Linked DNA regions of Sus scrofa: region 2 is linked to region 1. The links are chromatin contacts, called in public Hi-C maps. All regions are on one chromosome and are shown on one strand. Each heading gives the region's core, a stretch centred on a gene start, on an enhancer-like site or on the middle of the called end of the contact. The rest is flanking DNA. Distances are from core to core; before and after follow the strand shown.

The links. A called contact is a pair of places that touch in the nucleus more often than the background predicts.
Region 2: a Hi-C map of liver shows a contact between it and region 1, with 3 times the contacts expected there. The contact joins the promoter of GLA here to the promoter of TIMM8A in region 1. A contact is called at or near these places in 1 of 5 promoter capture datasets (fetal liver), 5 of 47 Hi-C or Micro-C datasets (blood, heart right ventricle, liver and 1 more) and 1 of 2 datasets of contacts at active chromatin or transcription factors (alveolar macrophages).

Annotation. Positions count from the first base shown.
Region 1 is chrX:82,978,394-82,984,155 of Sscrofa11.1, forward strand. It overlaps TIMM8A (mitochondrial import inner membrane translocase subunit Tim8 A), which reads right to left and starts at 2,645. Exons shown (of 2, transcript XM_003135239.3): 1 at 2,184-2,645; 2 at 1-774. The coding sequence starts at 2,315. The coding sequence ends at 613. BTK (Bruton agammaglobulinemia tyrosine kinase) reads right to left here. Exons shown (of 19, transcript NM_001243576.1): 19 at 3,119-3,615. The coding sequence ends at 3,544.
Region 2 is chrX:83,029,471-83,035,232 of Sscrofa11.1, forward strand. It overlaps GLA (galactosidase alpha), which reads right to left and starts at 2,803. Exons shown (of 7, transcript NM_001177925.1): 1 at 2,598-2,803; 2 at 114-288. The coding sequence starts at 2,803. HNRNPH2 (heterogeneous nuclear ribonucleoprotein H2) reads left to right here and starts at 3,055. Exons shown (of 2, transcript XM_021079664.1): 1 at 3,055-3,244.

The sequences.
Region 1 (5,762 bases), core at 1,395-3,894:
AGACTCTCAGGCTACCTGTACTAGCTTGAGACTGTACTTTATAGAGATACTTAAGTGAATCACAATATAAGAGAGGGAGATAATCTAAAAAGCTGAAATGTACTGTATTCCATACATTTTTTTCCCCAGCACTGATAGTCCAACACTAGATAAGGAGGCCTACAGTTAAGTACCAAATTACTCTTTCCCCACTGCTGTCCTTTCTGAGAGATACAAAAATATGTATCAATCTCCCCAGAAATCTTCAATGAATCCACACAAATAACAGATCTTTACCTATGTGGTTCCACTATCAAAATTATAGGAAGCAGTGAATTAATGGGGCTATGAGAAAAGCATCGTCCCTCACACAGTAATATGCATCTAGTAGAGTTTTCCATTCATCTGTCAATTGTTTTCACAAGATTAGCATTAAAAAACACAATCCCAAACACATTTGACCCTCAAACCCCACACACACAAAAATTGGTCTTTGTTCTTTCTCAGAAGACAGGATGTCCCAAGAGTGACAAGGTGGGAGCCAATCCCCCCATAGCCTTTTCTTCAACCATCCCATCAACCGCTCTTCATTTCTTGAACTACCTTCCTTTTTCCAAAGAGGTAATGCTGAGATCAGTCAGAAAGGCTTTCTGAGAAGACTGGCTTGGATTTCTGGGTCTGTTCCAGTCGATTCAAGATGAACTGGCTTGTATCAATGAAGCGCTCAACGCAGTTCACAAAACAGGCCTCAGCCCGATTGTCCAACTTTGGCCCAGGCTTGTCCATGCACTTTTCCTGCTCAGAACAAGATACAGTATCACAAAGGGAACTGGGGGTGTTGGGGAGGGAGGGAGCTTCATGTTGCTTAGAGGAAAGACTTCACTAAAAAACAGTATCTATATGTTAATAGTTTCCATTTGACAGCTTACTTTGTGGCAATTTTCTACAGACTTACAATTTTTTACAATAACCACCCAATAGATACTATTATTAGTCTTCATTTTACAAAGAGGGAAGCTGTGGCACAGAGATACTTTGTCTCAAGTCATAGGGCCAGAAAATGGTGGAGCTGAGATATTACAAAGCAAGATACAAGGGAAATTCATCCGAATTTGGTTAGAACTCTGCAATGCTGTTTGCATTAAATGCCTTTAACTTAACTGCAGAATAAAAGGGTTAAAGGATAAATCTTTGCAGCAAGACACCCTAAAACCTACCAAAGACAGAAAGAAAATGTATGACCCGAGATTTGTAACACTGTCTACTTAAGCCACAGGTTCTTGAGTCCTCAACTACACCCCCTCCTGGCCCAAATGTAAATGTATCAGATTTTTTAAAATAATCAAAGCACTCTGGCTCAAGGCAGACGGGAGTTAAGTAAGCATTTGTTAAGGGTCAGATTTCAGCTTTACCATAAGTTTATGGTTCAAATGAATTTTGTTCATTATTCTCAGTTGTGTACACAAGCCTCTCAGACCCTCCACTTGTACAGAAAATGATCTTTGTCTCTTTATTCTGTGAATTTTGTTATGTCAAGGCAGGGCAGTTACTCTGTCCTTGGCATCCAGAGAACACTTTGATCCCAAGCTGCAAATAAGTGCCTTCTACCCTTTTGCCAAAGTTCCCTCACAACGCATACTCAATTCCTCAACCTTCAGACCTGAAACGGCTTGGTATTGCACAACAATCCAACTAGAAGGCAAAAAAGTGTGTATCTTGGTAGAGATTACGCCATTTTTATAGTTGGTGGGCTAGAGCCATTCACTTCTCACGAGGGACGGTTGGAGCAAATGAATAATCAAGGTAAACTCTATGAGTGCAGGGACAGGGATTCATTAACTCCTTGGGAATCAGGGTGCCAGAAATAAAATCCCAGTACTGGAGGTTCTCATCAGTCTTAGAGACCAGCCCTAGGAAGGTTCAACCTTCGGTTCCTAAAGCGCTGGTTGGGACAACTGCTTAAGACTGCTACAATCAATCTCCAGTCCTCTGCACTAACAAAGCCGAGGTCCGGTGTGACAGTTCCCTGAGAAGTGGAGTAACCCTTTCTCCCTTCAGGCTCGGCCTGAGGAACCTAAGGAAACCGAGGGGATGCTGCCAGGTCCTTTCCCTTCCCCGAATCCCAGACGTTGTGGTGAGTCGCGCCGGGCAAGGACAGGGGTGAAGTAGGTACACTGGCTAGATCCCAGCCCCAGGCTTCTCACCCAACAAAGTTCCGTCATCTGGTGCACCAGCTGCTGGAAGCGCTGTTTCTGAGTCTCCACCTCGATGAAATGCTGCAGCTGCGGGTCCACTGAGCCCAAACCCGCCGCGGAGGAAGACGAGGAGGAATCCATCCCAGCGCGGCCACGCGTGCCGAGACGAACTCCGCACCAACTCACCGACCTTCACGTGTCTCCGTGGCGGAACCGGAACCACAACCCGCCGCCTCCGGGACCGCCCCGTGAGCATACGGCGCCGGCGCGCGGCCCAGCACCAAGGACCGCCTACGCCCCTCCCCGGAGCCCCCCCTCTCCTCTCCGGACTTTCCTCCCAGTCGCCGGCTCCCCTTGCTCCCGCCCCTGCGACCCGGTGGCGGCGCCCTACCTGCGCCTAGAAGTCTCAGGACTGGCGGCCCAGCGCTGTGGCGCTGTCGAGACGTTATTTCAAAAAGCAAAGAAAAAAATAAGGTAAAAAAGGGAAGTTACTTCAGACCACGTGGCCCGTTCCCGAAGGGCCCAACAGCCCCGCCCCTGACCGCTTCCAAATTGGCCCGCGCTTTCCCAGCTGCAGCTCTGGTGCTAGGCTCGGACTGCTTGGTCCATCATTTAGTCGTCCCGGACCCCTGGCTCTACCTAGTTCTTTGATGGAGTTCACCCGTCCTGACGCAGGGGGAAGAGGCTCCGGCGCAGCTTGTCCCCAACTGTCAGATTCGTTCCGATAATACCGCATGCCTACTGTGTGCTTTTTAGTTTGTGATCACTGTCTCTGATTCAGAAGCAGAATTTTTCTAGAGCCAGAGGGGTTAAATGCGAAGGATCCCGTCGAGTTCTCAAAGTAGGAATATGACAAACTAAGGTCACACAGCAGTTTCCTGGAACACTGAGATAGGGCGCTTCAGGGGCGCTGCATGATTAATCAAAATAGCAAGAAACTTTCATGCTTTCCAGTAATTTTATTTTATCAAAACACCCTCCCCTCCCATTTTTATAACACCGTTTCATTCCTGCCAAATTCTACCTCCCTCCCCTCAAGTTCTATTGCCTACCTAGAGAGCGGTTGGACCCCTTGTGAGGCTATTTACATCCCTCCCTCCCCCCAAAACGTTTCTATTCCCAATTCAGTCTGTCTTAATACTCTTAGGAAATGTCCTCTCTGGGGGAAAATACCAGGCACAATAATTCCTTGCCCTCAGAAGGTACTATCCCAGGAAAAAGAGAGGCATTCCTAGATGTAGAGAGGGGCCTTTGTGTATTCAGCGAGGGTGCAAAGGCTCCAGGGCCTGTAAGCCTGGGATTTCCTCAGAGAAAGTGAAATTGGGGCTTGCGGAGGCGAGGAGTGGAACCAAGAAACTTATTGGTGAGCTCAGGATTCTTCATCCATGACATCTAGAATGTTGCTCAGAAGAATTTTGAAAGTGGGACGTTCATCTGCTTTCTAAAACCAAAGAAAAAAAGAGTATTATACTGAGCTAGAATCCAGAATTCAAGGGAAATGCAATGAGTAAATAGCAAATGTTAATAAAGTTTATTTTTACTTTTTTAATTTATTTCTTTCATTATAGCTGGTTTACAGTGTTCTGTCAATTTTCTACTGTACTATATGCCCAGTAGCATACCCTGTGGATTAACCCCTCCCCCCCAAAAGGGAAAAGAAATAGAAGTGCTCGATAAAGGCTTTGTGCACTTTATTTATTTATTTATTTATTTATTTATTTTTTGTCTTTTTGCTATTTCTTGGTCCGCTCCCGCGGCATATGGAGGTTCCCAGGCTGGGGGTCCCCCCGCGGCATATGGAGGTTCCCAGGCTGGGGGTCCAATCGGAGCTGTAGCCACTGGCCTACGCCAGAGCCACAGCAACGCGGGATCCGACTGCAACCTACACCACAGCTCACGGCAACGCCGGATCGTTAACCCACTGAGCTGGGGCAGGGATCGAACCCACAACTTCATGGTTCCTAGTCGGATTTGTTAACCACTGCGCCACGACGGGAACTCTGGCCTTGTGCACTTTAAATCTTTGGTAACTCAGGTTATTAATGCGGCTAGGACAATTTGAGAATTTCGCTGACAAACATCGATTAAAACTAAGGACAAATTCATCACGTAATGTACACCAATGCATTTTTATTTTGGAAACTCAAGTGAAAAATGGCTACCAGCAAAGTTTAAGTGGTTGACAGAACTGAAATCCTATAAACTGTGATAATTTGTAGTTTGGTTTCAAACTTGTTTCTATCACCCTGTAGCCAAGGCTAGCAAAGGAATTAACATTTCAAGACCACAGGCTGCATTACTGGGCAGGGATCCTAAGCACCTGGGACCTCCTATTACCACCATCTAGCCTCCAGGCTAAGGTCCTTTGTCACAGCCATGGCCCATAAGTCCCTGAGGCATTTAGTAATTCAGGGCATATTCATGCAAGAAAGGTCTCAATCCATCAGAATGAAAAAGTCTTGAGTTTCTTCTTCCTTTGAATCAGTGGGGTTTTTTTGTTTGTTTGTTTTTGTTTTTTTTTGTCTTTTTGCCATTTCTTGGGCCGCTCCCGCGGCACATGGAGGTTCCCAGGCTAGGGGTCTAATCAGAGCTGTAGCCGACGGCCTACACCAGAGCCACAGCAATGTGGGATCCGAGCTGAGTCTGCAGCCTACACCACAGCGCAAGGCAACGCCGGATCATCAACCCACTGAGCAAGGCCAGGGATCGAACCCGCAACCTCATGGTTCCCAGTCGGATTCATTAACCACTGCGCCACAATGGGAACTCCTGAATCAGTGGTTCTTAAACCTACCTGAGTATCAGAATTTCCTTGCAAATTTAAAAAAACATACCTGAGTTTCCCTCCAGACATACCCAATCAGAATCTTTGGAGATAAGGCCTAGTTGTCTGTATTTTTAAGAGTTCCCAGGGATTCTGATGTGAATCCAGTTTCATGACTACTACTACCATGGAGAAAGTGGTTTCTTAAATACTTAACTAGCATAGTGAGGATGTCCTGGTTGGGAGGAAGCATAGCCAATCACCCTTAATCCTGTTCAGCACAGGACAGAGAAATGGCTCCTCAGGGTTCTCCCTTACTCCACTTTTTCTTTGTGACCTCAGTCATTTGTCAAAGGGAAAGGATCCAGATGCTTTCACCCCACAGAGACGGCCCCAGATTCACAGATGTGCTTGTTAGACACTGTCTGTCTTTCCCTGTTTCTTGTGGGGCAGAACTGAGAGCTGAGCACTCATTTCCTACTAGAGAATTAGGTTGCCAAATTAAGGTTGCCAAGGATCTGGAAAGTGGAGAAGGTACCCCTGGAAGAACCCAAGGTTAGAAGAGCAAAGCATTCTAATAATAGTGGGACAGGCTCTTTATTTTCAAAATACCACATCTACCCACATATCCCGTAATGCACTGCATTTTAAAAAAAAAGCCACGAGCACTACCTATTTTAGTTCCTTTTCAGGCCTTGGGGTTTAAAAAAAAAATGATCTCATTTAGGACCACAGCCAGAAAAGTTTCAGTTAGTAGAGTAGAAGAAGGGCCAATGATCCTCAAAGAATGAATATAAATTTTAATGACTTTTCTTTTTTTCATG
Region 2 (5,762 bases), core at 1,553-4,052, 51 kb after region 1:
ATTCGAGTTCAGATAATGGCAGGCCTTTTGCTTCCTAAGTATTTCTGAGAAAGCTCAGGTACAGAAGTGCTGCCAGTCTCCCGAATGAAAAAGAGAATTATCTATAAACTCACATAATCGGCTAGGCGGCGGATCCCACCAGGAAAGCGTTTAGGGTCTGCCTGAAGTCTGCCTTGGGAATCCCTTTTGGGAGCCATCCAACAGTCATCAATGCATAGGTACTCATAACCTGCATCCTTCCAGCCATCTGAGGCCATGAGCTCAGCTATCTGCCGGAAGAGCTTCTCGCTGAAAGAGAAATAGAGAAATCCAAAAAATCATTCCAATGCGTTAAACAAATGCTTGGGGATGCCTATTTGTTAGGTACCTTGGGATTTTACGATTTATTTTTCAACCCAGTAATAATGTGGTAGTAATTGCAACCAAAGCAAGGTAAAATGGACTGGGCCTTTTTCTTCTCATTCCTCTATCCTCTTTTTTTCTTTTTTGTTTTTAGGGCCACATCTGTGGCATAAGGAAGTTCCCAGTCTAGGGGTCAAATCAGAGCTGCAGCTGCCAGCCTACACCATAGCCACACCAGATCAGAGCCTCATCTGTGACCTACATCACAGCTTGCAGCAATGCTGGGTCCTTAAACCATTGAGCGAGGCCAGGGATCAAACCAGTATCCTCATGGACACTATGTCAGGTTCTTAACCTGCTGAGCCACAATGTGAACTCCCTCTCTCCTCGTAATACTTCCACCCTAAGGACCCCAAACAATTAAAATAGGACTGAGAAATACATGAAACTGGGAGTTCCCTGGTGGTGTAGTGGTTAGGACTCAGTGCTTTCACTGCTGCAGCTCGCATTCAATCCCTGGTTTGGGAACTGAGATCCCACATCAAGCTGCTGCACGCTGCGGCCAAAAACAAAAGCAAAAACAAACCATACGAAATTGAAAAGGCTATTAGAACTAAGAACAAAGTTCAGTAAGGAAAGAAACTACAAAGGTGACATAATAAACAGCTTTCTTAGATACCAATGATAACCTAGTCAAAGAAAAATATGCCATTCACAAGAGCAACCAAAAAAGTGACAAACAAAACCCAAAATACCTGGAGATAATTTTAATATATGTGCAGAGTTCATACGAATAAAACTACGATGTTTCCAAATTATTTGAATAAATGGAGACATTATTTGGCTCTTGAATAAAAAACCCTCAATGCTAAAAAAATTTTTCCCCTTGTACATTTAGTAAAACCCTGAAAAAAAACCCCAAAGGACTTTTTTCTTTTTAGGGCTGCATCTGTGGCATATGGAAGTTCCCAGGCTAGGGGAAATAGGTGGCCTAGGCCAGCTCACAGCAACGCCAGATCTGAGCTGCATCTGTGACCTCGTTGTTTGTGGCAACACGGAATCCTTAACCCACTGAGCAAGGCCAGGGGTCGAATCCACATCCTCATGGAGACTATGTAAGGTTCTTAATCCGCTGAGCCACAACGGGAACTCCAATTCTGTCACCTTTGATCAACATCCTGACTTCGTCTGTAAAGACATTCATAGGAATAACTTATGGCCACTGTGATGTACCATATGCTGCTTACAGAGGAGCCTATGCACCAAGCATGTTATTATGTTTTTAACACTATCAGTCAGGGATTATTAACCTTTTCTAGACTACAGATCCCTGTGAAAATCTGAACAAAGTTCAAGATTCTCTCTTCAGAAAAACACACATACTTAATATTTGCAAATTTGCCTTATTTTCCCCATGCAGTTCAGGTTAAGAACATTTCTTCTATATGCCCAAGTGCAGGGCCTGGTACTGCACTGTGCTTTTTTTGGTCTTTTCTTTTCTTTTTTTCTTTCTTTTTTTTTTTTTTTTAGGGCCACTCCCGTGGCATAGGGAAGTTCCCAGGCTAAGGTTTAATGGGAGCTGCAGCTTCTGGCCTATGCCAAGGCTACAGTAATGCAGGATCCGAGCTGAATCTGTGACAATTTACAGATGAAGGCTGTGTGGATCAGATAGGATCAATATCTGTCTTATCCAGTCTAACCTTTTATCTTCAAAAGATAAAGGCCCTTGACGTCAACCTTCCAACCAGATGTTATACTCAAGGGCTACAGGAAGGGGTGATCTCAGAGACTCCATGGTCTCTCTAAATTGCTTCCACTTACAGCCAAGGAACCCATGACCCAAAAAGAGGAAGAAAGGGCACGTGTCATAGTCCTCTGTCCTTCCTACTCACCACAGCTGTCTTCACTGCTAGTACCTCGCAGAGAGAGAGCAGTAGCTCTTAATAAGGGTCTGAACAGAACCAGATGATAAGTGGAGAACATCCTTAACTGGGTGATTAGGCAGAGAGAGGCGGAGAAGTAGAGGTCTCTGGCCGGACTCCCACCCCGGCGGGTGGGGTGGGGAGGCTACATGGAGAAAATTTAGGGCTAGTTCCCATCCAGGCTAGTTTGCTGGCGATAAAAAAAAAAAAAAAAAGCAGGAGCAATAGGGCAGCTCTCCCTGGGGCTCGAATTTTCTCGCTGCGACCCTCCATGCCTTCAACGGTAGCCGGAAGGAAAGGCGAAGGGAAGAATGTACCCAGTATTTCTGATACCTGATACAGGAATCCGGATCTTCTTGACAGTCCACATTGCACATGAAGCGCTCCCAGTGCAGCCAGCCCATGGTAGGGGTCCTCGCCAAGCCGTTGTTCAGGGCCCGGGCCCCTGGGACGCCCCAGAGAACCTGGGCCAGGAAGCAAAATGGCAGCACGTAGCCCAGCCGCCGGACCCTGCTCACCGGCTTCATCGTAGCTGTCATCACGCAACAGAGATCTCCAGGAGTCACCTGGGCTTCTAGGTTCTTAAGGGCTAAAAAGGCGGAGGCGGCCCGCGGAACCCAACTTCGCTCGCCTACCCAATCATCGGTGAGTTGTTAAGCAATGACGAAACTGTTTCTCCGGCAACTGGGATGGTTATCCCCAGAGGCGGACCAATAACCAGTCAGAGAAGACGCCCCGCCACCAACCATACCATCTTTTTCTGAATATCGACCCGCCCTATTGTCATACCAGAAGGAAGTGCGGCACTTTAATGATCCCGCGGTAGAGCCGAGCAGTGCTCACGTGACCGAGATCTCACATGACGTAGGTCCTCACGTGACCAGTCGCTTACGTGAGCAGAAGTAGTTCTGGTCGTCGTCTACCGTCTCGCTATAGCCGTTTGAGGGAAGAAAGAGGAAAATTATCCGGTATCGTTAGAGGTTGGTGTGTGGGTGGGAGCCGGGGCCCCGGGGGGTGGTGATGATGAAGACCAAAGCGGGGTCCGCGGGCCGCCTCCGCCTTTTTCGTTCCCTGCTTTCCGCTCCCCCGCTCTCCCCTCCCCCCGTCTCAGTGCCGGGAAGCCGCCTTTGCTGCGCCTGGTGGGGAAATGGTGGACGTTTCGTGACTGTGTCTGTGTTTTTGTATATCTGTCTGTCTGGGCGGGTCTCAGAGGACCCTTAAGAGAAACCATAAGCTGAAAGACATTGGAAAACCACGTCCCTAGTTTAGGAAGATCCTGATCTTGAGACCAGAGGTCTGAGTGCTGGTCCATCCATTCAGGCACCCAGTCTCCAGTGCCTGATTGTCTGTCTGTAGGGGGAGGCACCAAGCGAATTTGATCTGTAGAGTCACGTCTAGGCAAATGCTGCGTGCCTCACAGAGGCGCCCAAGGAATTTTTAAAAATTGAATTAAATATTTAAATAACGTTTATTTTTCTGCTTGTAACAATTCACATGCTCAATTTTGAACATTGGAAAAATAACAGTATACTATAAATTAAAAAAAAATACACCCAGAGATAACAGCTCAGCATTTTGGTCTATAAAAAGTCTGTACATATCACAGGCATAGGTGCACAAATTCTTCACTCCTAAATGGAATCCTGGGTCCTACTTCAGGCAACAGAGTCCTCGTGGCCTTCCCAGGAGTCACAGTAATGAAGTAGAACTTCCCTGCCACTACAGTGGGGGACGTGAAAGCCTAGAGTGCTGTAGGGACGTTAAATGGGATGGGTCATCCAAGAAATAAGGCAGGCAAAATACCAGTTCGTAAATCTGTCACTCAGACTAAAGACGGTCCGTAGGAAGGCTATTATCATGGCAGATGCAGTGTTCCAGGCACATAATAGGCAATTAGTAAATGTTGACTTGAATCCTCAGTGTAGTTTTAGGGCAGTTATTACACTTTGTCCTTTCTTTCCAAGAGGCCCAGTGTTCCCCAGACCGTGTCAGATAAGTCATCCACATACAAAATGAGAAAATTTTATAAAATTTGCTCTACCAATCCCAGAAAAGTAAACATTTTGTTAGTTTTCTGTTATTTTTCCCTGAAATAAAGGTAACTACTCTCTATAGAAAATCAAGAAGGCACAAAAAATTGACAAAAATTTTGAAAAATCCATAAATCTACCAGAGTAACCACTATTAACATGTGCCATATTAACACGTACTTTTCTAACATTGCTCTTTATTCTAATTACAGTGATTTAAAAGTTAAAACTATGTAGAAGTATACAGGGTAAAAAGTGAAAAATCCACTTCACTCTTCCTACCCGCTAGTCCTCATTTTCTCAAAAAAACAACTCATATCCCTCCAGAACTTCTCTGCATTTACATATGTATATACATGCCTGGGTATACTTTAAAATAAGTAGGATCATACTATGCATATTCCTTCACTTAATGTATTTTGGAACTCTTCCTATGTCAGGGCAGATTTTTTAAAAAACAGCAGCATGATATTCTGTTTTAAGGGTAAAGTGTAATTCAGCCATTCCCCTGTTGATGGATGATTAGGTTTCTAATTTTCTGCCATTACCAGCAGTGCAGCAGTGAACATTTGTGAGAATTTCTCTTGACCAGGTTTCTGTAAGGAATTCCAGCAGGGTCAGAGGATATGTGAACACAGATCTTTTTCATAGTTGAGGTTGTAAAATAGCTATGATCTTGGGTCACTTAAGATTATAGCATGAGTATTTCTCGTGTCATTAGATGGTTTTATAATTTTTAAAGTGTGTCATGTTTTATCTTTCTTAATAAAATACCTTTCAAAGAACATATAGCTCCATAAAGCTTTGTCTGAATTTCAGACCATTTTCTCAGGGTACAAAACCAGAAGTGGGTTTCCTGTATCAAAAGATGTTATACATACTTCCAAATTGCTTTCCTGAGAGACCTTATCAACTTCACTCCTCTGGGAGTGTATTTGCGAACCCTGCATATCTATGTTGACCTATCCTACCTGTTTAATTTTCACTATGTTAATGGGTGAAGAACGGTGATTAATTCAGGCTTTAACTTGTATTTCTGATAATTGATGAGGTTTGAAAATTTCCCAGACTCCTCTCCTGTATCCTCACATCCGTACTGCCGGTATATTTAATCTATTAGTAAGTCCCACGGACTGTGGTACGCTTTGAATGGCTAGATCTTATCTTTCTTCTCCCCACCCCCATTTTTAAACTGCTGTTGCTTTAAGTGAATCCCTTAGCATCTCTAAGAGACTAGAGTTCTAACAGATCTTGCTAGTGTCACCCAACTCCTCCTGTTTGAGAGCCACACTGTTGCCATGGCGATCTTTCTGAAAGGTTCTGATTACTTCATTCTCCTCCCCTCACTTTGCTTCTTTCACTTTCCTCCCCTCACTCCCCTCCTTGCACCCCCCCCTTTCTCCCCTCCCCACAGCCCCCAGTTTAAAACCCTGAAAAGGCCCTTAGCCTTTGTCCGGATGAGACCTTC